6 separate regions of the Sus scrofa genome follow, and regions 2, 3, 4, 5 and 6 are each linked to region 1. A link is a contact called in public Hi-C and promoter capture Hi-C data. All regions are on one chromosome and are shown on one strand. Each heading gives the region's core, a stretch centred on a gene start, on an enhancer-like site or on the middle of the called end of the contact. The rest is flanking DNA. Distances are from core to core; before and after follow the strand shown.

Region 1 (4,339 bases), core at 827-3,326:
TTTTCTCACATTGGAAAGCTTTAAAGATAAGTTTGAAAAGTTACAAGTTCAGGAGTTCCCACTGCAGCTCAGCAGTTACCAACATGACTAATATTCATGAGGATGCAGGTTCGATCCCTGGCCTTGCTCAGTGGGTTAAAAATCCCGCATTGCCGTGAGCTGTAGAGGAGGCCAGCAGCTGCAGCTCCAACTGGACCCCTAGCCTGGGAATTTCCATATGCTGGAAAAAAAAAAAAAAAAGAAAGAAAGAAAAAGTTACAAATTCAAATGGTATAATAGGGCATGCAGTGAAAAATGGGTTTTCTTCCTGCCTCTGTTCCCAATTCTCCTGCCCAGTGTCAGTCACTTTTTTTTAATACATCCTTTCAGAAATAAGATAGGCATATACAGAGACAAGGAACCTCTCTTTCTCTCTCCTATGAAAAGGCATACATAACATGCAATTGGTAGAATACAATACACATTATTCAGCATTTAGCTTTTTTCTCTTAAACTAACATCCAGATTATTCCATATCATACATATAGATCATCTTGTTTCTTTTAAATGACTTCATAGAAGTCACAGAAGTTCCATTCTTAGACTGCATCATTAGATTTCAAGATTAGACGGTACTTACTGGTTTCAGTAGACCTGACAAAGTAAAGATTGTAAAGTGGGATGAGGAAGATTGGGAAGTCAGAAAGTAAAGGTAGAAAAGTAGGTTGCAAAAGAAAGGAGGATAAAGGAAAAAAAAATTAAAGACAGGATATGCTGGAACTGGCTTACATCTTTAGAGGAAGAGTAACAAGAGACAGTGAGATTGAAAACACACAAAAAGGGATAAGTAATGGAGCATGCCTCTAAGGGGATTGGATGGGATTCATCTTGAGAGACAGAGCACTTACAAGGAGAAAGAGGGAGAAGGAAAGGAAGGCTGGGGTTGCAGGTAGGGTTTGTAACAGTGGCTGGTGGGAGTTAAGGAAATTCATTCCTAGTGGCCTCATTTTCCTCAGAAATGTAGGAGGCAATGTATTTTTATTTCTAAAAATTTTACCAAAGAGGGTGGGTGGGTAGAGTTGGGTAAAAAGTTAGGAGTGTGTGGGTTGGGAATAGCAGGGAATGGGGATAGAAGAAATTCTGAGTAGCAATCTGTTAAGGACAGTTTGGGGCTTAGCAAGACTGCCTGACCACGTTATTTCCAGCACTGGTGCAAGAGTGAACAAGGTTAGCTGAATCGTTGCAGGACAACTGTTTTGCAGGTGATGGAGGGCCAAGGAGGCAACTGAGTTGAGGATGTTGGTGAACCTACTAAACCATGTATGCAGTATGCACAGGAGCTTCAGACCCTGACTGCACATCTGTCACTGATGGTCTGAACACGGGTTTGCAGGCCCAGAGATGGCACACTGCCTAGCAGTAGAGTTTACACCCACTATGGGCCAAGAGTGGCGGCTTCGGAAAATCTTCATGAGGGGACTTCGGGGGTGAGAGTTGAGTCGGGGTAGGGCTATGGCTCCAACAAGCAGACGTCGTGAAACTGTGCTGGGCAAACTGGCTTTACTCGGATTATATATGGAAGAGTCCAGTGGGGATCATAGGAGAAGCTATCTCATACCCTCCTACCACACTCCATCATCTGGGGTCGCAACTAAGTAGCAAAATCAGTGTGGATACTAGCGCTAACGGCGCCGCGTGGCGATGACGTCATTCCCGGGGGAGGAAGTGACTACTTTAGGGTACAGTCCATAGAAGAAGTCTGAAGACATTTTAGCCTTTTCACTGTCAAGAGTAGCGAACTTACCGTTCGGACTCCTGCAGTTTGAGGTGGCAGCAAAATATCTGCAGCTCCCAACCTCTCTCTTCACCATCTGTTACCATGGAAGCGATCGGATAATTAGGTCCCGGCGACGCCATGTTACGTCATTGCTCAAGTGCATCCCAGGCATATATACTCTGCCTGGTCCTAAAGAAAAGGCAGCACTCCTGGGAACGTTGCCCACAGTGCCTAACGCCTCTTGAGTAATTTTGATCCCTACAAGACGCCGTTGCCATCTAACCCCACCCAACTTCGGGGGTGATCCCCCTCCCGTTCTCCACTCCGCAGCCCCGCCCCTGCCCGGAGGCCCCGCCCCCCGTGAATCAGCTGATCTCACGCACCCGCCGGGCTGCCAGGCTCGCGCCGGATGCAGACAGTGGTGCTGCCGGTGGAGCGTCAGGTGAGCGAGCGCGGGTCCCGGGTTGGCCCGTGGTTTCCGATGGCTGACCGGCCGGGGCCTCCAGTGTGCGAGAGGCCGGGTCTGGGAGGAAGGCGGAGGCGCAGGCCGAGGCCCGGGAGGGCGCTGCGGCGACCCACGGAGACGACGCCGGCGTTCTCTCAAGCCGGCGTCTGACCCACTGCGTCTGCCTGTCTGTGAGCACCCGACGGCCCCAGGTTCTCTCACTCGCTCCGGTTCCTCCCTCCCAGGACCGGGCGCCACTTCAGAGATCTCAGCCTGGTGAAATACCTTCACGCCCCCCTTCCCGCCTCCACCCACGCTGCTTTCCACCCATTCATTCAGGAAGATGTATTGAATGCCCACTCTAGGCACCGAGCAGATAAACCGAGGTCCTTGGCCGCGAACCTTGGTGAGAGTCTCAGATGGGTTTGCCCTTGGGTGCAGATCGTGGTGGAGAGTGGATCCAGGGTTTCCATGCTTTGAAAGGGCTGTTGAGGAAAAAGAAAATGAGTTTGATGTTAAGAATTAGTAGTTCAGCAAAGTCTTTTGACGTGTCAGGTGATCCAGCAGAGGGTGGTAAGTTCTTTTGAGAAGTGAAGGTAGGAAAATAATATAGGGGCTATCGTGAGGAACTGGTCCTGAGGCTGGCATAGGTCCTCTGGGTAATAGGGCTATTTTGGAAGCAGACAACTGTAGGTTGGCAGAAGTGGTGGTGTACTGCTTAGAGCTTTGTTGATGGGGGAAAAGGAAAAACACCCAGGCTGAAGTGGCCTATTCAAGTAGAATATTCTCATTCTGGTTGAGAATGGAAAAGGAAGTAACTGTTGAACAAAATGCAGAGCATTAGTCTAGTGCCTTTTGGATTTGTTGGTGGTTGTAAATATTTTTTAAAAGGCTTTGAAGAATAAAATTGTGTGATGTGTGTTTATTCTGAACAGGTACAGAAATTCAGCAAACCTGTTGGTCCAGTATTTTTTCGGTTTATCACAAATATAAATAATTTGAAGTGACCACTTGACCTTTGAGTTAATGAATACTCAAAGAATTTTAAAAAGTGAATTTGCTTTTGCAGTAAATTGCAGTATTTTAATCTTAATAATAGAGGCATGGTGGCGAAGATCCTAGGCTTTGGACCTGCAATCAAATACATTTACATCTTTGAATTTGGGCAAGTTTGCTTATCTACCTCAGTTTCCTTATCTCTAAATTGAGGATAAAAGTGCCTTCCATATAATAATACCTTTACGTGTTATGGTTCATGTACTGTGTTTTTTTACAGTGTCTTGCACCGTATGTAAATATTCAGTACATATCAGCTGTTTTTATAAGTCATTTCCTTTTTCACTACATCATGACCCATTGAATCATTGTTTTATAAGTGATGTGAAAGAGAACTGGATATTTTTAGAAAAGAACTACAATTCACTTTTTAAAATCAAGAAAGAGTTCCCAGATGATTTTATGACATGGGGTGTATTTAAAGAAAATATGATTTCAGGTTGGTCTGTGGTAACTTTGGTGTTTCCACTCGAGCCTTTTAATGTAGAAAATGCTGATGGACTCTAGCTGGCTTAACTATATTAGTTTCCAAACGGTGACTAGTATTGGCAGATTTAAGAATTATAGTTATAGCAAGAAATGTTAAAAATTGTTGCACAGTGTTAACGTTTGATAAGATAATACAGAAAGTAAAGTACCAAACAAATGATTTTGGTGGGGGGGGTGGGATTTGAGTGGCACTATGTGAGCCTCTTATTTTTTATGTTAATTTACACAATGCGAACTGGAATCCCTTCTCTCCAGACTTCAGCCTTTCAGAATTTAGGTTGTCACTGACTGACTTTGGGCATTTTGACCGTTAAAGAAACAAAAGGTATAGTAAGAACTTTATTGAGAACTGATTTTAGTTTTCATGTGATAAGATGGACAGAGTACTCTTAGTATATTTCTACCTTTTCATGAAAAACATGAGTTTAATGTAGTATTGCTGGGTCCATTCTAAAGATATTTCCAAAGAATATGAGTGGCTTGTAAAAACCTTTTATAATTCTTTAGTATGAGACTAGGTAAGATATGAGTTGAAAAACTAGGAAGGAAGGTAAAGAGGGGTGATTTTTGAGCTGATGTGCAAGAAGGCTTGC
Region 2 (4,339 bases), core at 1,244-3,743, 490 kb before region 1:
TTACATAAAAAATAAATTACAATTTGACAATTTTCAATAGTAATTTAAGTAAAATCAAAAACTGCAATAGAAGGAGTTCCCATTGTGAATCAGTAGTAACAAACCTAATTAGTATCCATGAGGACTAGTTTCAATCCCTGGCCCTGCTCAGTGGATTAAGGATCCGGTCTTGCCAAGAGCTGCGGTTCAGGTTGCAGACTCGTCTGGGATCCCACGTTGCTATGGCTGTGGCTCCAACTCACCCCCCCTAGCCTGGGAACTTCCATATACTTCGGGTGTGGCCCTTAAAAAAGCACAAAAAAAGGAAAACAAAACAAAACAAAACAAAACACTGCAACAGAATACCCAGGACTTATTTTTACGGAGGATACTCTATATTAATAGAAATCAGTAGTAATTCCTCATATGACTTTATACTTTATGACCCAGGGTCTAGAAACCACACAGTTGCTAAGCCAGTTCCTTCCCACCGTTGGATTCAAGCAGTGGAGAGTGCATTTACACCTCCCCCGCCCCTTAGCATCCAGTTAAGGATGTTTGTTGTAACATCGATTTAGATGAAACTCATCCAGACACCCACACACTATAATGGCTATGAGAATTTGGGGGGCATGAGCAAAATGCTGAGACCTTGGAGAAGATTGCAAAAAGATGGGGAAAAGCCTAAAGGACCTATTCCTGGGCTCTATGGACCTTTAAAGTCCCTTAAAATTGCTAATAATGCATTCAGACAAATCTAATGAGAGGAAAGATAAGAAATATCAGCTTTTGGTTTTAAATTATCTTACTGTTTTTTTTCCCACTTTTTTTGGCTGCAGCATGCAATGGATTAGTATGGAATCTCAGTTCCTAGAGCAGGCGCTGAACCAGACCACAGCGGGAAGCTCCAAATCCTAACCACTAGGTCACAAGGGAACTCCTTTATTGGTTTTCTTAAAACAAGTACTTAATGTAATATGCAAATGGTATTTTCAAATGCCAAAGAGAAACTTGGAAAATAAAATGAAAAACTGCACCAAATCGACGTTTTGGTACCATTCCACACTCTCTGCACCCATATCAGTTTTTTTGATTGATGCCTAGAATCATACCATATTTTATCTAGCATTTTTTACCTTGTCAGTACATATGAAAAATATGCTTTTCATTACTATGTTTGTAGAGCACCAGGATACCACTCAATTTACCTCATTCTCTTAACATCTCAATGGCACCCTACTAAACGATAGTCACATTGTTCAATTATTTATTCAATTATTTCCTTGCTGATGAAGTCAATTTTATTTGTTTATTTATTTATGGTCTTTTAGGGCCGCAATCGTGGCATATGGAGGTTCCCAGGCTAGGGGTCCAATTGGAACTGTGGCAGCTGACCTACACCACAGTTTACTGCAACGAGGGATCCTTAACCCACTAAGTGAGGTCAGGGATCGAACCCACATCCTCATGGATCCTAAGTCGGGCCAAGACGGGAACTCCTTGATGAAGTTAATTTTAAACTTTCCCAATTAAAATAAGCAAAACTCAAATTTTCAGCTCAGATTTCTCCCCTGGGCTTCAAACTTGAAATGACCACTGCATTTCCATGTCTAACAGACATCAAACGCTGAAAACGGCCCAAAATGTAACACTTTAGTAACCCTCCCAGATCCCTAAATCTTCTCCCTACCACCACACCCACTTAAACCCCAAACTCACATTCTTTTATCCCTCAGCCAATCCCATCAGTTCTACCTTCTAATTTTCTCCCAATACTTCTTTCCACCCACACAAACCTTAATCCAAGTAACTTCATCTTGTCTAGATTAACGCAAAAATATCCTTGCTTCCTTTCTTGCACCCCGTCCCGCCAATCCACTTCACACACAGCAAAGCAACTTCATTAATAAAGTTAAATCAGTTTACTCCTCCGTTAAAGTCTCCCAATTACTCCTCAAATCACTCAACAAAATCCAAACTCTTTATCATAACCTGTAAAATTCTAATACGGCACCTGCCCACCTCTCTAACTGGGCCAAATCCCCTTACAGAACCGGGAGGCCCAAACAACGCCGCCACGTGTTCACCGAAATAGGCGCCTTCCAGGCCCAAACCTTCCAGGCCCTTCCTTTCGGACCAGGGGGGCAGAAAAGCACCCACGAGAACATGAGCGCTGTCGTCCTCCCCTTAGGTCTTTCCCTCTCCTCCCCTGCCCAACACCCGCCATCCCCCTCCAATGGCTCCCACCTACCTTAAAGATGGCGTAGCCGACGGACGTTTCAAACAGCACCAACATGGTGAAGCCGGGTCAGGGCGCCGAGTGGCGTGACACGAGATCTTAAACCAGTGAAAAAAAGACCAAATTTGTAGGCCCTCAAGGCCCGCAAGGCCGCGGCTGGCCAAGCACTTGGGCGCACGCCGTCCGGCAAAGAGCCAGACCACGTTGCAAAAACGTTCCACACCTGACTACATGCAGAAAGCGTCCCGGCGCTTCTCCTTCCCCAAGGCTTCTGGGACGTGACTTCACTTCCGACAGATGACGCGCAGCAGAGTCGCCCTGGCTTCCGTTTTGTTCCCGCCACAAAGGACCGTAAAAATATCGCGAGATTTCGTAGAGCGCAACCGCGGTTTTATTTGCTCAAGCTCAGAAAAATCTGAAAGGGAAAACTGTCCTGCTTTGGAGAATGGTGGTGGCTACGGGTTACGGGTACGGTCTTGTTCACTGCTGTGGCTTGGGTCGCCGCTGTAACGCATGTTCGATCCCTGGCTTGGGAAATTCCACCTGCTGTAGGTCTGCCAAAAAAAGAAATTAAAAACAAAAATAAACAAAACCTTCAGGGAGTTCCTCTTGGGGCTCAGCAGGTTAAGAACATAACTAGCATCCATGAAGCGGCAGTTCGATCCCTGGCCTTGCTCAGTGGGTTAAGGAGCCAGCATTGCGGCAAGCTGGGGGCTTGTAGGTTGCAGATGCAGCTGGGATCCCATGATGCAGTGGCTAGGCTGGTAGCTGCAGCTCCGTTTCAACGCCTAGCCTGGGAACTTGTGAGGCAGAATAATAATTCCAATAGTTAGTGTAGGAACACGGGCTTCCATATATTCCCTGATTAATGTCCACGGTTTTAAATTTGTAAAAACAAATCAAGATAAACAGCCCTTGCTTGTTGGAAGATTAACTACTGAAAGTACATCTGTGGACATTAACCTCTGATCTACACATTTGGCTGCTAGAAAAGGAATGTAAAGAATGGCAACTCTAAGTCTAAGGGAAAGAAGAACAAAAGGACCATAAAGCCTATGGAGTATATCCTGACTCTAAGCCCCTATTGGACAAGGCCCAGTATAGGTGCTGGGCAAGGCCAACAGGGAGCAGGACTGATAGCAGGACCCCATGTTGGTACCCCTGTCTTTAAGAGATAACACCTCCTTAGAAAGTTAGTGTGTGGGAAATCTTCCTCTCCCTCGCAGTGTCTGTGCTGGGAGCTATCTGCCTTTCTCTAATAAAGACTTTTGCTTTCTTGCTGCCTGTGTGTTCACAAAGTTCATTCTTCAGCTCCGTGAACAAGAACTGGGATTCCGGTAACATCTTTCCGGGGCCTGTCCAAGATCTGATACACCAGCACTCATAAGGTAAGCAAGCTTGTGATTTTGCTTTCTACTTTGTTCAGTTCCTATTTGCCTCTTGAAAGGAGAATGAATGTGTGTGCCTGAGACGTGTCATGGACACAAAGCCAGTGTGGAGTCCTGATCCAAGTTTCCATTTAAGCCCCTGAGTGACCTCATATGGCTATAAGGCAGACCTTCTGAGCCCAGTCAGACCAGGAGTCCCAGTCGGGGGTTTACATGGACTTGCCATATGCTGAGAGGCACCAAACGGGATGTCCCACGAGGGAGACGGCCAAAGACGGCTGAAGCAAGTCACAAGGCAAACTTTACAACGTGGCCTTCCCCTTCTCCCACCCTGGGTACTCCTCCCTCTATATACTCTAGCCTTTGTAAAGCATTTTGGAAACCACAAGTTACTTTATTCCTGAGGATTAGCAATTTTCAAAAGACCTGTCATAAACAAAAATACTGTTTTTGAGACTTTTTTTTTTTTTTCGTCTTTTTGCTATTTCTTTGGGCCGCTCTCACGGCATATGGAGTTCCCAGGCTAGGGGTCTAATCGGAGCTGTAGCCACCGGCCTACGCCAGAGCCATAGCAACACGGGATCTGAGCCACGTCTGCGACCTACACCACAGCTCACGGCAACGCCAGATTGTTAACCCACTGAGCAAGGGCAGGGACCGAACCCGCAACCTCATGGTTCCTAGTCGGATTCGTTAACCAATGCGCCATGATGGGAACTCCTGTTTTTGTGAC
Region 3 (4,339 bases), core at 654-3,153, 470 kb after region 1:
ACAGAAAAGGAAAAGCCACCTAGAAACTTGCCATTTAGAAATAATCTGGGGGTCCATAGGGGAAAAACACCTCTTGTATAGAATGTTAAATGTAAGAATTAAATCAGTCCTATCTTTAATATTCATGTAAGCAAAAAATGGTGAAATAAAATATTTTAAATATTTTAAAAAAAAAAAGAAATAATCTGGGGGTGACACCTGGTGTTTTTTTTCCAATTTTATTCACATATTCATATATATATGCATAAAATATGCACATATCTACATATGCAGAACATAAAACTTTGAATATTTTGATACATAATGTATAAGGAGGAGGAGACAGGCAGGAATGGAAAGGCCTCCAAAAGTTTTCTTTCACTTTAAATTATATATCTCAATAATAAGTCCATATAAAGATATTTGTACTATATAATACATACCTAATATTTTTATAATAAATGTGTACCCCAAAGTACTTTGATATACGTAAATGCTTATATATGTGTTTATAACATATAACCATACAAGCATAACCATGTATTTTTCTTGTCTCATTTACTATAATCCTCTGAAGATATTGCTGTTACCCCCTCATTTTGCTATGGTGAAAAATCACTTTGGAAATAAGCTGGTGAGAAGCATCAGGCCCAGATTTGAGCATCTCACTCAAGGGCCTCAATGACAGACATCACAAAGATTTGGATTTCATTCTAATTACAGTTGGAAGCCAGTGAAGGAATTTAATGAAGAAAGACACATAATCAAAATGTTTTTGAAGATTATAAATTATTTAAAAATTGGAAAGACCACAGAAACCCCCAAAATACGAAAACTGGACTTTTTAACAAATCCACTAATGCCAAGAGAGGATTAGAACCTTACACACCAAGCCAATACATGCTGGAGCCTGGATTTAGACCTCAGCGTCTTATCCCAGAATCCTAAATCACCTTTTATGCCGCAATATAATTGCAAATAAATCTCATCAAATCACAAACAATCCTTCGGGCACCATTCCAGCAGCACCCTTGCTCCTTTGGGAAACTACCTCAAAGCTAGGGAAAAGGAACCCCAAATTTGCATTGGTCTTCTGAGACAACAATCTGTATCTCATTCAACGCTCAAGAGTACTTGAAAGCTGCTGTCAGGCCGAAACACTTAAGTGATAGTGTGGTCGCTCCCACAAGCCCAGGCTGGCTGCCCCAAACTGGGGGTTCCCCCAGAACCTGCCAGAGGTCCACCTTGCAGACAAACACTGTCCACTGCAGGCCCCAGCCAGCACTATCACACACCCCAGAAAATGTGTCCAAACCTCAAAAAACTTCTAGCCAAACCGAAGAGATGTGTGACTTCACCAATAAATGCTCAACCTCACAAGCACAAGTCTCTGATGACCAGTGTGTGGTTGCCATTATATTATTCCTGTACTATTCTGCACCCCTTCAATTTCTCAAAAAAATAAACAATTGAATTCTTAGGTGTGCACGCATGTATCTGTTGATGCATGTGTTTATATTGGTGGGTCTGTGTATCAGCAGATGGGTAACTATAGCAGGAAAGTCAGTTGAGATTTAAATTTTGGTTTCTATTTGATCATCTGCCCAGCATAATTGGCTTGAAGTATCATGAAAAAAACAAAAACAAAACAAAAAAACACCCAGGAATGACCAACCGAAGCCGGAGGGGCCTGGAGATCTGGGATCTGGGGACCCTCACCACAGCTCTCAGAGGAGCTGCTCCCTCTCCCAGGGTCCCCATCCCCACTCAAATACAAGGAACTCCCCATGGGCCCTGCGGCCACCAGCTCCCACACTCAGCGCCTAGAAAACCCTAAAATCAAAGGCTTTCCTCTCCAGAGGCCCATCCGACCTTACCGGAGGCAAATCCTGGGATCCTCACCGTGGCAGCCGCTTCACAGGCCTCTTCTCTCCTGGCCCATCTACGACAAGAATAAAAGTCGAATAAAGAACCAACAGCACAGCTCACTAACTTCCTGTTTTCGAAACTCCTGAGTCACTTAGGCTGAATGAGGTAGGCCAGCCTCCAGGCAGCACCTCCGTCTAGAGCTCCAGGAGAGAGCCCAAGAACAGGAGGCAGGGCTGGGCGGGGACCCTGGCCACTTGACCTTTGGCTCTGGCTGTGTGGCTTTGGGCAGGTCATTTTCCCTTGGACCCTCGTTTACCACTCTCTTCTTTCAAGGGTTTACAGATTTTGCTGCATTTGTGATGAAGACATCAATGTTTTCAATTCATGGAGCCTTCCTGCGTGGCCAGGAGGTCTAGAAATGGAGGCCCCTCACCACAGCTCTCAGAGGCTCTGCTGACCTTCAACAGAAACGCTCATGGTTTCCCCACTGGCCCTCAAATACAACGATCACCTCGTGACCCGGAGGCCACCAGGTCCCACTTTCAGCTGCCTAGAAAATTCTAGAAGCACAGTCCTTCCTTGCAAAGTTCCCAGCAGAACTTACCAAGGAGGCAAATCCTGGGGTCCTCACCACGGCCTGGGGCCTGGAGATACAACAGAGAACAAAATACACATTAACCCTGCCTTTTTGCTGTCAGTCAGTTGAAATGTTTTCTGATGATAAAAACAGAGGGGGATAAAATCAAATAACTCTCTTCTTCAGAACTGCTTTTTTTTTTTTTTCTCCCCAAGTGGAATATAAATTTTCAGAGGGCAGAGACCCATCTCACGGATGCCTGAGGATTAATGAGGTGTCTGAAAGAGCCCGGCCACCTGCCCAGGGCCGAGGAGAAGTGTGGTGGCCCTTTGCTACCCCTGACTCCACTCTGAGAATTATGAGGGAAAACACACCAACAGAATGAAGCCCTTTTCACGGCTAACTCTTAGGCCAGGAGGGTCTTCCTGACTCTCCCTCGAGACTCTCCAGAGCATCCAGCCAGTTGGTGTCCCGCTGTTTTGTGACTAGTTCCTGTCCTCAGCTGTGAGCATCACAAAAGCAGAGACTGAAACTTTTGTGTCCATGTTCCCAGGACACAAGAGTAGCAACATCTAGAATGTTACAAGGTTTCCTGCAAATCAACAAGGGAAAAAGAAAAACCCTATAGAAGGACAGTGGATAGAAACACAGGGTTCCCTGACCGGGTACTCAGATGGCCAAAGTGGATGAATGATGCTCAGACTCATGAAGAAGCTGAAAAATGCAAAATAAAGCAACGAGCTCCCTACTTTGTACGTATCAGATGGGCAAACGTTTGCAAGCTGGATCAGGCTAAGGATTGATGGGCACGTGCTTACACAGCCTTTACATAGGGTTGAGCAGCCTGTCCATTGTGGAAGAGCAAGTCGTGGTTACCAAGTGGGATATGGCCAAAAGCAGAACTTGCAGCGCAGTGTGCTTGCTTAAAAAAAGAAATAGAACAAGCTATGCAATAGGAACACAATACAAATAATTCTAATATGTAATACTAATTGCTAACACGTACTAAGTACTTAGGGCCAGTCACGGTTCTAAGCGGCTAAGGCTGTCATTATCCGTTTAAATCCCCATGGCCACCTCATGAGGGAGTATTAATCCCATTTAATGATAAGGAAACAGAGGTTTGGAGAAATTGCCTTCTTGCTCCGGGTCACACAGTTAAAAAAAAGGAGTGTATCGGTGGCGTTGGTGGTAGAGGGGTGAGCATAGCTGCCTTCCAAAAGTAGTGTACACACACAAAACAATGATACAGTTTGCGAAGATATGAGATCAATTCAGGGAAACATATCAAAAGATTTAGAGTTGTCTTTGGGAGTCAGTGAGGTGGGTAGGAGACAGAGTGGGAGTGGGAAGATGAAAGAAAATACCCAAAACACGGCAGAGTGGAGGGGGCTGTCCCCGGGGCTTCGTGACAAAGCGCTCCAGGGAACTGGCATCTGACCCCATGAGTAGCTCAACACTGTGCCCCAGGCCAAACAAAAAGAAGACAAACATAAGTAGGTATATAGTCTTGTGGAGTCTCCAAAGTAACCCAGCAGAAGAGAGTCACTGTGTCCCTGAGGCAGCAGAGGAACTGGAAATTCCTCAGAGTTCAAAAGTAGCAAAGCCAGTGGCTGTGGTTCAGACAGAAACTCACTCGGAGATCTGAGGCCCTGGCAGGACCCAGAAATGATTCCACGGCCCCTTGAGTGAGTCCCAGAAACGTGGTATCCAGAAGCCACCTCGGTACCAGGCACTCACCTGCTCCACCCCGTCCCGGCAACCTCACAGTCACCAAATTCCCGAGGCCAAGACCCCTAGACTGCCTAACTTCACACGTCCTGATTCCTGAGGCTGCTTCCTGGCACTTGAGAGAAAAAAAAAAAAAACAAAAAACCATGGAAACCCGGCAGAGAGGAAAGGGGTGGGGTTGGA
Region 4 (4,339 bases), core at 576-3,075, 450 kb before region 1:
ATACGTCATATAATAAACAGAATCATACCTTGTGACTGGCTCCTTCCATTTTGCATGATGTTTGCAAGTTTCATCCATGTTGTATGAGTACTTCATTCCTTTTTATAGACCAATCATAATCCTTTGTATGGATATACCACTTTTGTTTATCCACTTTTGTTGGTCCATCCATATTGATGGATAGTTGTGTTGTCTTCAGTTTTTTGCTATGGTGAATAATGCTGCTGTGAACATTTGTGTACATATTTTTGTGTGAACAGACGTCATCAATTCTCTTGGGCAAATTGGGTATATATCTAGGAGTAGAACTGCTGGGTCACTGTAACTGTATATTTACCAGTCTGAGGAACTGCCGGAATGTTTTTCAAATGAAATGTTTTCCAAAGTATTTTATGTTGCCACTATGTAGTATACAAGGGTTCCAATTATTCCATATCTTTTTCAGCACCTGCTATTTTTCTTTTCGATTATAAACATCCTAATGGGTCTGAAATGATACCTTATTGTGGCTTTAATTTGCATTTCCCAAATGGCTAATGATGCTGAGCATTTTTCAAATCCATTTGTATATCTTCTTGGGAGTAATTTCTATTCAGATCTTTGGTCCATTTAAAAATTGGATTATTTCTTTTTTTATAGTTGACTTATAATAGTCCTTTTTCATATTTTTAATATTAGACCTTTATCAGATATATTATTTGTAAACATTTTTTCCTATTCCTTAAGTTGTTTTTTCAACATAAAAGAAAGTTTTAATTTTGATGAAGTCTTATTTATGTTTCTTTGGCTGCCTGTGCTTTTGGTGTCATATCTAAGTAGCCTTTGCCTAATCCAAAGTCAAGAAGATTCATACCTACGTTTTCTTCTAAGCGTTTATAGTTTTAGCTCTTACATTTAGGACTTGATCCATTTTAAGCTAATTTTTCAAATGTTGGGAGATAGTGATCCAAATTCATTCTTTTGCATATGGATATCCAGTTGTCCCATTAACATTTGTTGAAAGACTTCTTTTACCATTGAATTATCCTGGCACTCTTGTCGAAAATTAATTGATGTGTGAAGATTTATTGATTTGTTCTGGAATCTCAATTCTATTCTATGCTTTTGCCAGTAGGGCCACGATATTTTGAAGACCTCATAGACAGACCATTCTTAAACTCAAAGCAACAAATTCAAGTATTGAAATTAGCTCCACCAGTTTAGAACTTTTCAGCAGCACCGTTTTCATCTATAGCCATCAAAATCGTGTCCAATGGGATGGTGTTTTATTTCGTTTAATGACGGTTCTGTGTTGGCCAGGGTTGGTTAACCAAAAATGACAGCTCTAGGGTAAGAAGTCCAATTGATTTTGGGAGGTTGTCAAACAAGGCCAGGGAGAGACAATAGAAGTATCTTGGCTCAGCCTTCAGAAACGCGCAAGGTGTCCGAGAGAGAGGGAGGAGTCGGGGCTGTCAGTACGGTTCCGAACGCTGACTTAGGCACCTGGAACTTTTCCCCGGGGGATGGGCTCGGGACCGAGGCACAGGGCCTGGTCTCAGGGCTGCTGAGGGGGCCTCGTTAATTCACTCGCGCGGCCACCACTAAAGCCGCCCTCAGCCCTCCCGCCTCCGGGAAGCCCCTCCACCCGTTTTCCCGCCTCGCCTTTCCTCTTTTCCCTATCCCTCCCCACAGCGCGTAGCGGAAGTGACGCGAGGCGTAGCGGAAGTCCCTCCAGCCGCGGTGTTGTGCTGTGGGGAAGAGAGACGGATTTGTAAACCCCGGAGCGAGGTTCTGCCTACCCGAGGCCGCTGCTGTGCGGAGACCCCGGGTGAAGTCACCGTCACCATGTCTGACCAGGTACTGGGCTGGGAGCAGTCCGATGGCGGTGGCGGAGGCCTTACTCCGTAGGTCCGTCTGCTGCTCGGCTGGGGCGGGGGGGGGGGGGATGGAGGCGCGGGGGAGGGGAGCGCGGAATGGGGGGAGGGGGTGGCCGGTGGGGACTTGGCTGGCAAGGGAGGGGAGTGGACTAGGGCTGGAGACGCCGGGGCCTGCCGCGGGCCTCTGGGAGCCGCCCTGTCCCTCACTGGGCTCACTCATCACCCCCTGTGCCCCAGCGCCTCTGGCCGCGGCCTCACTTAAGTCGTCCCCCTTCTTTCTCCGGGGCCGACCAGGTGCAGAGCCCAGCTTCCACTTCCCGGAGAGGGTCCCTGCGGAACCCGTCGTCTTGCCTCTCCAGAGGACTGGTTGCAGAAGCAGGGCCCTAGGCCCCAGTTATGTAACGGGAGAGAATCCCTGCCCAGGAAGCTCTGTGGCCCTGAAATGCGGGTGGACTCCACTTTCTGGTTCTTGGTCTTTAGATAGTCCCGGAGTGGGGGCGTGGGGGCCGGGGGAGGGAGACGCTGTCTCTCGTGTTGCTGGGAACCTAGAAAGCTCTGCTTTCCTTTGGGATTGCAGCTAGGGCCGGGCCGCCGCCGCTCTGCTCTGAGTCTTTTCCGTGTGGGGGTGCAGAGCTGTCGCCTCTTTTCTTGTACTTTCCCATTTCTTACTCGGGATTGGTTCAGCAGCTCTCCAGTTGCAAGAGAGCACTCAGAATAACCGAGAAACAAAGTAGAACAGAACTTCTAGAGCAACAGAAAGCATTTCATCTGGGCGTTAATCTGAAGATGACTGATACCTTTGAGGAAAGGGATAGGAAAACTTCTTGTATGTAGAGCAGTTGCAAACATTTGCAGAAAGGTACCTGTTACTGCAAAATGCTCTGTCTCATTAATATCAGGAGTTTATTTGGAATTTGCACTCAATCAGGAGTGTTCGATTTTCCGTGGTAAATTTTTCTTCCTCGTCCTTTTCTAGGTAACCATGTTTATGACCGATTTTTACATTTTAGAGTTTTTGGTCTGGACTTTGTTTTGTCGCTTAGATGACTTTGACTTTTTAGAGTAATTTTGGACCTTGCTTGTTTAGTGATAGTTACCTAGAAAATTGTTTTTCATTCAACAGTATAAGTTACTTGAACTTTTAAATTTAACACACTTATTCCCTTGGCTTTTAACCTAGTTCAGTTTTGTACCACTTGGTGATAGCAAGTGAAACTTTTGTGGATTTGTACTGTTGGGCAAAATGTACATTATTTTTTAAAGTTAAACCATAATTTAGATTGGTTTTGGGTCGATTTTCTTACTAACAGTCTAGATTAATTCTCAAATTGGTATAGGAATGGCATTATAACTATCTCCCTAGATAGTTGTTTACTTGGTTACCAGACAGGAAAGAACAGGTGTAAATGCCTAGTTTCATCAGCCTTTTATTTTGATGCGCAGAAGTAGCTAAGAATCATGTTGAAATTTTACTATAGTCTGATGAAAGAGCAATGTACAGAAGGAATTATAAAGTCAATTGTAGAATTTATTGCTCCAGTTTGAATTCCAGCCATTTAAAAGTGACACAAAGGAAGAAATAAAAGACCTAGGATACTAACAGGTGGCTCTAAGCCAGAGGTTCTTCAGATTCTTTTCAGGGGGTCCTTGAGGCCAAAACTATTTTCATGATAATACTAGAACATTGTTTGTCTTTTTCACTCTCATTCTTTGATGAGTGCCCAATGGAGTTTTCTAAAGATGGGCATGACCTGGAATACCACAGCAGATTGAACTGTAGAAGTAGATATGGAAATCCAGTTGCTTTCTATTAAGCCAGGCATTAAAGAGATTTGCAAAAATGCAGAACTTTGGCACTTTTCTTACTTTTGATTTTGAAAAATATTTTTAATAAAATATTATTTGCTAATATATTAAAATGAATTAACATGCATTTAAAACATTTCTCAGTTTCAGTGTCTAATACTTAAATCTCAATAGGTATAACCAACCTAACAAAAGCTTTATGAGGTTCTAAATAATTTTTAAGAGTGTAAAAGAGTCTTGAGTGCATAAAATTTGAGGACCGTTGCTCTAGGCTGATTGACCAGCATCATTATTAATAATCAGGACCCAGTACAATTTTAGTGTTGCAGTGCTAAGGATTTAAAGATGTATGAAGCTGAACACTTACTCTGACGAGGCTTATGAGTGAGAGTAAGACTCATATCAGCAGCATGAGTCTAAACCACTGTCCCCAAAGGACAATCTTATAAACCAAGTTGTTTTAGAATGACGTACTTTCTGAGACACCTCTCAGAAGTTTATGTGTGGTGCTAAAATAGTGAAATTGAGTAATAATTACAAGTTAAAATAGGTGGACATGAAAGTCACACAAGACTTGAATTGCTGGATTCTCCACTGATAAATGAAAAATGATTATTTTTGGAATTTGAGTGAAATACTTTAATTCTAACAATGCCAGCATTATCCAGTGGACTGTT
Region 5 (4,339 bases), core at 1,035-3,534, 390 kb before region 1:
CTCTGGCCTTGCTCAGTGGGTTAAGGATCTGGCGTTGCCATGAGCTGTGGTGTAAGTTGCAGATGCGGCTTGGATCCTTTGTTGATGTGGCTGTGGCGTGGGCTGGTGGCAACAACTCCAATTGGACCCCTAGCCTGGGAACCTTCATATGCCATAGGTGTGGCCCTAGAAAATACCAAAAAATAAAAAAATTCCTTTGTAGGAGTTCCTGCCATGGCTCAGCAGTTAACAAACCCAACTAGTATCCTTGAGGACATGGGTTTGATCTCTGGCCTCACTCAGGATCCTTCACTGCAGTGGCTGGGGTGTAGGCAGGCAGCTGCAGCTCCAATTTGACCCCTAGCCTGGGAATATCCATATGCCTTGATTGAGGCCCTAAAAAAAAAAAAAAAAAAAAAAAAAAAAAAAGACAAAAAATAAAATAAAATATCCTTGTAACAAATCTGTAGTAGTAAGTAAATGTTTCCTAAATTTTGTGAGCTGTCCTAGCAAATTATTGAACCTGGGGATGGGTGGTAGGAACCCGTTATTTACAGCTTGTTGGTCAGAAGTACAGGTGATTACCTGGGACTTGAGGCTGGTGTCCGGTGTGGAGCAGGGGTGTGGGACTGAGCCCTTAACCTGTGGGGTCTGTGCTAACTCCATGCAGTTCATGTCACACCTGAACTGTAGGATACTCTGCCGATGTCCAGAGAGCTGGAGAGTTGGTTGATGTTGAGAAAACTTTCACACATTTGGGGTCAGAAGTCATATGAGTGTAGGAAAGCTGGGTTTCCTTTTAGTACCTTTGTGCCTTTAGTACCTTATAGTACTTTTGAAATTAGAAATGGGTACCCCAATCCTTCAGAAGGAGCCAACCCAATGGTGGTGTGCGGGGCATGGTGAATGGACCACAGAGCGAATTTCAGCTCCCACATCCCCCCTTTGCAGGTGCCCTTGTATAGTGAGCAATCTATACAACTGTACACGGTAACCCTGATGGAAGCACCTTCCAGGTAGGCTCCTAGGACCAAGCTTCTAGGTGTTTATACTCACATGGGTGATGTTGGCTGGTGTCTGCTGGTTGAACAGTCTTGGTTCAGTCTTCTCTTCTTTTCCTTTTGTCAGAAGAGATGTGTGTACAGGACCCAACCTCTCTGGGGACTTAGACTCCTGTCCTGAGAGTTCTCGGTGCAGACAGTGCACATTATCATCTCTGCCCCTTCGAAGAAAGAAAACCAACAGGACCAAACTAAAGAAAAACTCTGGGAGTTCCTGCTGTGACTCAGTGGATTAAAAACATGACTAGTATCCATGAGGATGCAGGTTTGATCCCTGGCCTCTCTCAGTGGGTAGGTTGCACATGCAGCTCGGATCTGGTGTTGCTGTGGCTGTGGTGTAGGCCGGTAACTACAGCTCCGATTCAACCCCTAGCCTGGGAACCTCCATATGCCACAAGTGTGGCCCTAAAAAGAAAAAAAAAAAAAAGAAAAAAGAAAAACTCTGGAGTACACACCACTATATATTAACTCGATAAACAGCAAGGATTTACTATATTGCACAGGGGACTACATTTAATATCTCATTACAACCTACAATGGAAAAAACCAGGAAAAAAAGATGTATAACGGAACCATTTTGTTGTACACCTGAGACTGCTGCCATATTGTAAATCAACTATACTTCAATTAAAAAGAAAAAACAAAAAGCTCCGGTGGACCAGGAAGAGGGCAGATGAACCAACATTAACTGAGCACCTGTTTTTTCCGAGGCGCCGCACTGTGGGCATTTCCAACGCTTAGTCCGCCCTCTTTCTGTCACCACTTCCCAGAATAAAGGAGATTAGACGGTTTAGTCTTCATTTGGGGGGGTTCTCTTAGGCTAAGTTCTAAACTTGAGGGAGAAGGAGAACTAGCTTGCCTCTTTGAAGTTGCGTACTTATGCTGCTAATCAAGTGACATAGGATTATCTAACTGAAATTTCTTCTATCAAAGGCTTAGATGAAAAAAAAAAAAGACCTTTAAGAAAGATTGCCTTAGGGACATTCACCTATATATTCATTTCTTTATGCCTCTGAATTCTGTTCTGGATCAAATTTAGCTACCAAAAGGTCATGTGCTGTGGAAGTGTGACCCACTGTAGAACTGCTGTCACTAGCATGTGCCTTGAGGCTGACTTATGTTCTCTGGGTAAAAAGGTCACCAAGAGAGAACTGCATGGGTTTTGGGAACAGCTGCAGCAGCGGCTACTGTGTGCCAGGCCTGGGCCTGGATATTTTATGTTTTAGCTAAATCAGCATTATATTTACTGTGCTGTGCTATGGCAGGCCTTACTATAGAAACTTGAGAAATATTTGTCGAATGAGGTAAACGGAACTTCCTGTAAATATATGAGTCTTTAAATCACTCCATGTCACTCTATAAAAACCCACAGAAGTATTCTTTAGAATTCAGTGCTGGGAAAACCTTTATTTCCCCTGAGGAACAGGCATGCTGCAAATGAGAACCACAAACCTGATCGTGTTGCTCCTTTTTTTCTTTTTCTTTTCTTTTTTTCATATTCAGTTGGAAAGTTTGAACTTTAATCGCCATGACTATAATGATATTTTGGGGAGGGTTAGGTGTTCTTTGTTCTTTTCTTCCAGGTTTTTTAAAAAAATTCTTTTTGATACTCTATTTTTTTGGCTTGGGGGTTGTGGTTGTAAGTAGTTTAAATCCATTTGGGAAAAGATGAGATATAAAAGTTAAAAGTGGAATTCTTTGGATAGCTGCCTTACCACCCAAGTGTCCTTCTCCTTTTGTTCTTAGGGGGCACCTAGTCTTTCTTTTCTTTTCTTTTTTTTGTCTTTTTGTCTTTTTTTAGGGCTGAAACCATAGCACATGGAGGTTCCCAGGCTAGGGGTCTAATTGGAGCTGTAGCTGCCAGCCTATGCCACAGCCAAAGCAACGTGGGATCCGAGCCCCATCTGCGACCACAACTTATGGCAACACCAGATCCTTAACCCACTAAGCGAGACCAGGGTTCGAACTTGAGTCCTCATGGATGCTAGTCGGGTTCGTTAACCACTGAGCCATGATGGGAACTCCACACCTAGCCTTTCTGACCCAGGAAGGAATCTTTATACCAGGAGGCAGGTAAGGGCAGGTTCTCAAGTCACTGAGGCTCATGGAATGTCACAAGAGCCTATTGTTCCAGCTTCCACTGCCAAATGGGGCTTCGTCAAATGACGGGGCCCAACTGGCCAAGCTCCTCAGTTAGCACAACGTGAGCACATAGGAAGCACTTAAACATGTTAGCAATTGGCATTTTTATTTTCCCAGAGCTGAGTGAATGCTAAGAGGCGAAACCAAGCTTGAGTTTTCGGACTTCAATTTTCCTTCTTTTTTTTTTCAGGGCCACTCCCATGGCATATGGAAGTTCCCAGGCTAGGGGTGGAATATGAGCTACAGCTACAGGCCTACTCCACAGCCACAGCAACGCAGGATCCGAGCTGCATCTGTGTCCTACACCACAGCTCACGGCAATGCCAGATCCTTAACCCACTGATCAAGGCCAGGGATTGAACCCGCATCCTCATGGTTCCTAGTCAGGTTCATTAGCCACTGAGCCACAAAGGGAACGCCTCTTTTTTTTTTTTTTTTTCGGCTTTGCCCATGCCATGCAAAAGTTCCCAAGCCATGGACTGAACCCACGCCACAGCAGCAACCGGAGCCACAGCAGTGACAACGCCAGATCCTTAACCCACTGTGTCACCAGGGGGCTCCTGACAGACCTCAACTTTCTAGGCAGGTTTGCAGAGCTCAGATATGTGGCCAAATGGAGAAAGCTGCTTCCACACTGTTAGAGTTCAAGTTTACTCTTCACTCACCCAACCAAAGAAATACGTTTAAGTAGGAAACACATCTCAATATAATGCTCCCCAAGAATCTTTGTTTCTTAGACAATAATTTAATTCTGGCTGTGAGAGCAAGGGGTCGGTTAGCTGAGAATCTTCATGCCTCTTAGAAAAAAACAGACACAAAGTTAATTCAAAACAAAGAAAAACAAAAGTAGAAAAGTCCATGTCATGACGGCTTTGAATACTTACGCCTTTTGGACAGTGTCTGCCTCAGGGGTCGGGATGTCCTCAGCCAGGGAAGCACTAAGACAGTCAAGGGTCATACTCCTGAGCTCTGGGTCTGTGAAGATAAATAGCATCCTTAATCAGCAAAGGACAGCAGGCAGTGATCCCAGACATGGGAAAACGTCTACCTGGTGAGTAGTCAACAGCATGCAAATTAGTGAAGCAAGGTATGTTATACCTAGGAAATTAGCAAATTCTGCAGAAACTAGTGCTGATGCATGGCAAGTGACATTAAAA
Region 6 (4,339 bases), core at 652-3,151, 350 kb after region 1:
AAAGTTTCCAGATCTTTCCTAAAAGGTGGTAATGCTCTAAACCTGCTAGTGCCAGGTCTTTCCTTATACCTAACCAATATCTCTTTCATCTAAATTGTGGCTCATTATTTCATTTTAATGAAGTTCCCAAGTCTAATCAAGGTATCTACAAACATCTGAACAAAATGAGAAAGAAAAAGACTTTGCTCACCATAGAGTAGCAGCCAATTTTATTGCTAGGGAAGGATGTCAATTTACTCAGGATATTCAGTATAAACCAAAGACAGAAAACAGGACGAAGAAAAATCTGAGAGTGCTTGATTATTTTGTCACCTGCCATTCACTATCATCAATGTAAGACGCTGGTGTCTGCTGTGTTACAAGAGGGGGAATGCAACACCTGCCCTGCCCACTTTCCAAGGTGACTGAGATCAAATTGAATATTTCATCTGAAAGGGCTCAGAACTAGCAAATATTGTGTCAATATAAGAGCTGAAGAAGATGTTTTGAAAGGTACACTCAGATATTATTGGTGGCAGTACCAAACAATAGGGCTCATTTGGAAAGCAGGTTGGCAATGTTTTAATAATGATAAAAATGTTGGGACATATATAAACTAATATATATACAAAAATCAATCAGTAACAAGGCCTACTATATAGCACTGGGAATTCTATTCAATGCTCTGTGATGGCCTATACGAGAAAAGAATCTGAAAAAGAATCGATATATGTATAGCTGATTTACTTTCCCGTACAGCTGAAGCTAACACAACATTGCAAGTCTACTCCAATTAATTTTTAAATATTCATACCTTTTGACCTAATAAAATTCTCACTTCCATTAACTTATTCTAAGGAAACATCCGAGTAAATGAAAAAACCACACACCTGAAAGTCACTGTGCTATTGACTAAAAAAGCCAAGTATTCACTTCACAAATGTTTAATGAATGCCTGTCATGGGTCAGGCACTGTGCTAGGCACTTGGGACACTCATTAGTGACCACCGCAGACAAGGCCCTGACCACTTGTAGGGGACATTCCCACAAGCAGTAAGATTAGAGATATCATGATTAACTGAATTTCCTGGTTCTCAGGATTTTGTTTCCTGCTTTTCCCACGTAATATAAGTAAGTTCTTAAACAACAAAAATTTTGTAAACTCCATTACACTTTTTTTTTCCCAGAAAAACTCATAAGAAACACAATCTGTGAGAACTGTGCATGGGTTAATCCCAGAGATTTTGCTTTAGATGTGACAGACTATTAAGAGATAATATTATAAGACATTTTGAGGTCAAGGCAGCAGCTGCCCCTGCTAAGGGCAGCGGGGGGAGGGAAGGATAGCTTTGCTGTCATAATTTTCTCCTGCATGCGCTTTCACTAGGTATAAATATAAATTCTTTAAAAAAAATCATGGTGAGACTTGTATTTCTAAATATATTCACAGGTACATCAGTGTGGTCTCTTGCACTTGTATCTAAAAAGCTAATTAGGATAAAGCCTTATAAATAATTTAAATCTGTTCTATATTAATGGTTCCTCCTAAGGCTTTAATCTGAAAGGTTAAATTAACACTTGCTGAGAAAATCAGGAGCGCATCTAAATTACACAACTGGGGAGGGGGGAGAGAATTAGTTAATGTAAACATCCAAAAGAGACCACTGTTACTGGGAATGCAAAAAACCTGATTTAACTGCGCAGAGCTCTAAGATTACTGTAAGTTTCAAAGGGATCCTGGGAACCCATAAAGTCTTAAAAATTAGAGCGACGCACAACTCAGTAGAATTTTCCAAACTTAGCATCGTGACTCACACTTTCAAAAAATATTTACGAAGTGCCTACTGTGTGCCAGGCTCTAGGCTAGGTAGGCGCTGTCACAAATTCTGATCAAGTTCTAAGGGAAAAGGTGCCTGACACAACAAACCCACGAGGAAACAACACAACGCTGAACTTAAATACCGAGGACCAAACGCAGCTTGAGCATTTAATGATGTAAAAGCTTCCTTCCGAGTCCTGTTTTGGGGCACTTTGTTAGCGAACTCACAGAAGGTGTCACACGGAGCGGGGGCCGGAGGGCGTCCTCGGTTTGGAAACTTCTCGAGCGGGGAAGCACGGCCAAAGGTGAGAGCAAGGGTAAGGGTGGGGGTGGCGGGGCCGGGGGAGAGCGCGGCGGGCGGATGGGCCCCCAAACACCTGGCACCGCCAACCCCAGCAGGCGCCGCCTACGCCGCACGCAGGTGCCTCCGCCGCCGCGAGGCCCAGGACTCCCGGGCAGAGCCGGAGCTGCGCGGGGCGCACGGGCCGGTCGCCACGCAGAGCCGGGCTCCCTCCACAGCCCCGCTGGCCGCCCGGGCTCGGGCTTGAGGCAGGGTGGCGAGTTCTAGTCCCGGGCTTCCCGAGGTTAGCGCGAACGCAACCGCGCTCCCTCACGTCCCAACTGTCCCTCCCTTACCCTCCCCGGCCCGGCGTCCCCTCATTACCTAGGCGGCGACCAAAGCCAGCAGCTCTCCTCAGGCAGCCAAAGGTGCAGGGCCCGGGTGCCCGGCCCGCCCAGGGGCAAGGCGAGAGCGCAAGGCCCGCTCCCAGCGCGGGCCGCGAAGCTCAAGAGGGCGGCGCGACCCGGACTGGGACTGTGGGCCTGGAACTCGGCCCCAGCCCGGGGCACCCCGCCGGGACGGGATTCGCCCCACCCCGGCTGCAGGGTCGCGGCCCCGCCTCCCGCCTCGGGGCCGCCGGTTAGGGGGCGTGGCCTTTCGTGCTAGGGGCGTGGCCTAGAGGAAACTGCAATTCCCAGCAGGTAGTGCGCTAGCGCCTTAGAGGCTGCTGGGAGAGTGGGTCTCGTCCTCTCTTCCCCAATTGTGCGGGGCGGGGGACTGTAATTGAGCCGGCGTCGCTGCAAAACCGAAGTCGCCGAGTGATGATGTTGTGAAGTCGCCCACCAGTCCCTGCCACGCCCGGGCGGTTACAGGCAGCGGCGGCCGCTTTGGCTGCTGCTCCTAGGCTGCCGCCGCTTTTAGAATCTTCTCCTTGAAGGAGCGCGGGCGCAGGACCGAGGACCCCGGGCTATTCCTGTAAGTAACCTTCCCGCGCACGACCCGAACTTGCTCTTGCCATCTTCTCTTGAAGGCAGAGGAGCCTCCTCGCCCCGCGCTCCTCCTGGTCCTCGGAGGTCGCGCGCGGACACTGGAGCCGGAGCTGGGTACTGGAGGGCTGGGTGCTCGCCGGGTCCCCGCCCCGCTCTGGGAAGCGGGTGGTTTTCTAAGGATAAGGGCGAAGTGGTGGGCATTGGACTCTGGTCCCCGGGTTCACCCCAGATGCGCCTCTGAGGAGGATTAGCAGTATCCCATCCTCTGCCGGACAGTACTCACCTAGTGCCCCATCCCCGAGCGATGAGCGGCTTTAGTGTCTGGACGTTAAACCTTAAGCCTCAGTCGCCATCTGTGATGGGAGAGAGATGAGACGATAGTGGAAAAGAGCTCTATGTTGAGTTGGGCTTTTCTTGCAATTGATTTTGAGCCAGACGTCTTTTAAAAGAAAGACAGTTGCCTTTAGTTTCAACCGTAAATAATGAATATTGGCAGATATCCTTTTAGTATCAGCATAAAGATAATCTCCCAAACACTTGAAAGACTTCTGGGTCATTTTAATAGTGGTGAACTCGGTTACTTGCCCACGAGCCTTTTATTTAAACCTGCAGTTTCTGCCCCAGAAACAAACTTTTCACTGGAAATTCATCAAGCTAGAATGGACCATAGAAATAAAATGAAAAGGACTCTTCCAGGTTTTTGTTTTTAATTTATTTCAGTCATTTTTCCCCTCAACTTCAAATCTTTGCTGTAGAATTGGAAGTCTGAGCTAGAGTGATCTCCAAATAGCATGTTGACGGTGGTGACATGACACTACAGAAGAAATTGTGAAGGACATTTGGTGGTAAGAAAGGGCAAGCATGAAGACACTTTATCATCTCAGCAGTTATTCCAGCTTTCTGTTTTTAAAATTCAGTAACATTCAGCAAGTCTCAGACATTCATCAAACACTGAAAGACAGTTGTTATATTTACATATCTTTATTCATAGGATGACAGGAGTCAGACAAACATTTGAGTACTTCCAATCAGCCAGGCATCTCAGTTATGAGCTCTACATACGTTGGATCTCTTAATCACTAAAATAATTCTGTTGCATAATCTGAGGTTCAAAAACTTTGCTTATGTAACAAGTAGAGATTCATACCTAGATCTATCTGCCTTACTTCAAAGTGTGGGTCAGGTAACTTGTACCTACTTCAGAATTACTGACCTTAAAAAAAAAAAAAAAATTACTGACCTTAAAGGTTGGAAAAGCATTTTCCAGCATTA

The links. Promoter capture Hi-C pulls out the DNA fragments that hold promoters and counts their contacts. A called contact is a pair of places that touch in the nucleus more often than the background predicts.
Region 2: a Hi-C map of skeletal muscle shows a contact between it and region 1, with 6 times the contacts expected there. The contact joins the promoter of NOP58 here to the promoter of CDK15 in region 1. A contact is called at or near these places in 4 of 47 Hi-C or Micro-C datasets (embryonic fibroblasts, heart right ventricle and skeletal muscle) and 1 of 2 datasets of contacts at active chromatin or transcription factors (alveolar macrophages).
Region 3: a Hi-C map of liver shows a contact between it and region 1, with 5 times the contacts expected there. The contact joins the promoter of CASP8 here to the promoter of CDK15 in region 1. A contact is called at or near these places in 1 of 5 promoter capture datasets (fetal liver), 1 of 47 Hi-C or Micro-C datasets (liver) and 1 of 2 datasets of contacts at active chromatin or transcription factors (alveolar macrophages).
Region 4: a contact with region 1 is called in a promoter capture Hi-C map of fetal skeletal muscle, with 3 times the contacts expected there. The contact joins the promoter of SUMO1 here to the promoter of CDK15 in region 1. A contact is called at or near these places in 1 of 5 promoter capture datasets (fetal skeletal muscle) and 1 of 47 Hi-C or Micro-C datasets (liver).
Region 5: a contact with region 1 is called in a promoter capture Hi-C map of fetal skeletal muscle, with 6 times the contacts expected there. The contact joins the enhancer-like site here to the promoter of CDK15 in region 1. A contact is called at or near these places in 1 of 5 promoter capture datasets (fetal skeletal muscle), 17 of 47 Hi-C or Micro-C datasets (adipose tissue, alveolar macrophages, brain and 10 more) and 1 of 2 datasets of contacts at active chromatin or transcription factors (skeletal muscle).
Region 6: a Hi-C map of liver shows a contact between it and region 1, with 4 times the contacts expected there. The contact joins the promoter of TRAK2 here to the promoter of CDK15 in region 1. A contact is called at or near these places in 1 of 5 promoter capture datasets (fetal skeletal muscle), 1 of 47 Hi-C or Micro-C datasets (liver) and 1 of 2 datasets of contacts at active chromatin or transcription factors (alveolar macrophages).

The regions. Positions count from the first base shown.
Region 1 is chr15:105,398,907-105,403,245 of Sscrofa11.1, reverse strand. CDK15 (cyclin-dependent kinase 15) reads right to left here and starts at 2,076. Exons shown (of 14, transcript XM_021076193.1): 1 at 1,784-2,076. ALS2 (alsin) reads left to right here and starts at 2,094. Exons shown (of 34, transcript XM_021076185.1): 1 at 2,094-2,198.
Region 2 is chr15:105,891,762-105,896,100 of Sscrofa11.1, reverse strand. It overlaps NOP58 (nucleolar protein 58), which reads right to left and starts at 2,493. Exons shown (of 14, transcript XM_021075921.1): 1 at 2,231-2,493. The coding sequence starts at 2,275. LOC102166561 (a long non-coding RNA gene) reads left to right here and starts at 2,539. Exons shown (of 3, transcript XR_308179.3): 1 at 2,539-2,686; 2 at 3,518-3,606.
Region 3 is chr15:104,923,921-104,928,259 of Sscrofa11.1, reverse strand. It overlaps CASP8 (caspase 8, apoptosis-related cysteine peptidase), which reads right to left and starts at 1,903. Exons shown (of 9, transcript NM_001031779.2): 1 at 1,857-1,903.
Region 4 is chr15:105,847,585-105,851,923 of Sscrofa11.1, reverse strand. It overlaps SUMO1 (SMT3 suppressor of mif two 3 homolog 1 (S. cerevisiae)), which reads left to right and starts at 1,825. Exons shown (of 5, transcript NM_001112676.1): 1 at 1,825-1,836. The coding sequence starts at 1,825.
Region 5 is chr15:105,788,791-105,793,129 of Sscrofa11.1, reverse strand. It overlaps KIAA2012, which reads right to left. Exons shown (of 23, transcript XM_005672082.3): 16 at 4,067-4,157; 17 at 1,036-1,201. Among named protein-coding and RNA genes, the nearest start is that of SUMO1, 59 kb to the left of the region's middle. Within about 2 kb of position 2,284, at least 8 of the 83 cell types and tissues checked have an H3K27ac peak or open chromatin away from gene starts, as enhancers often do. A contact at or near this core is called in adipose tissue, fetal skeletal muscle, retroperitoneal adipose tissue and 1 more, where this site is marked.
Region 6 is chr15:105,053,616-105,057,954 of Sscrofa11.1, reverse strand. TRAK2 (trafficking kinesin-binding protein 2) reads left to right here and starts at 1,901. Exons shown (of 16, transcript XM_021075699.1): 1 at 1,901-2,103. STRADB (STE20-related kinase adapter protein beta) reads right to left here and starts at 2,737. Exons shown (of 12, transcript XM_003133587.5): 1 at 2,463-2,737.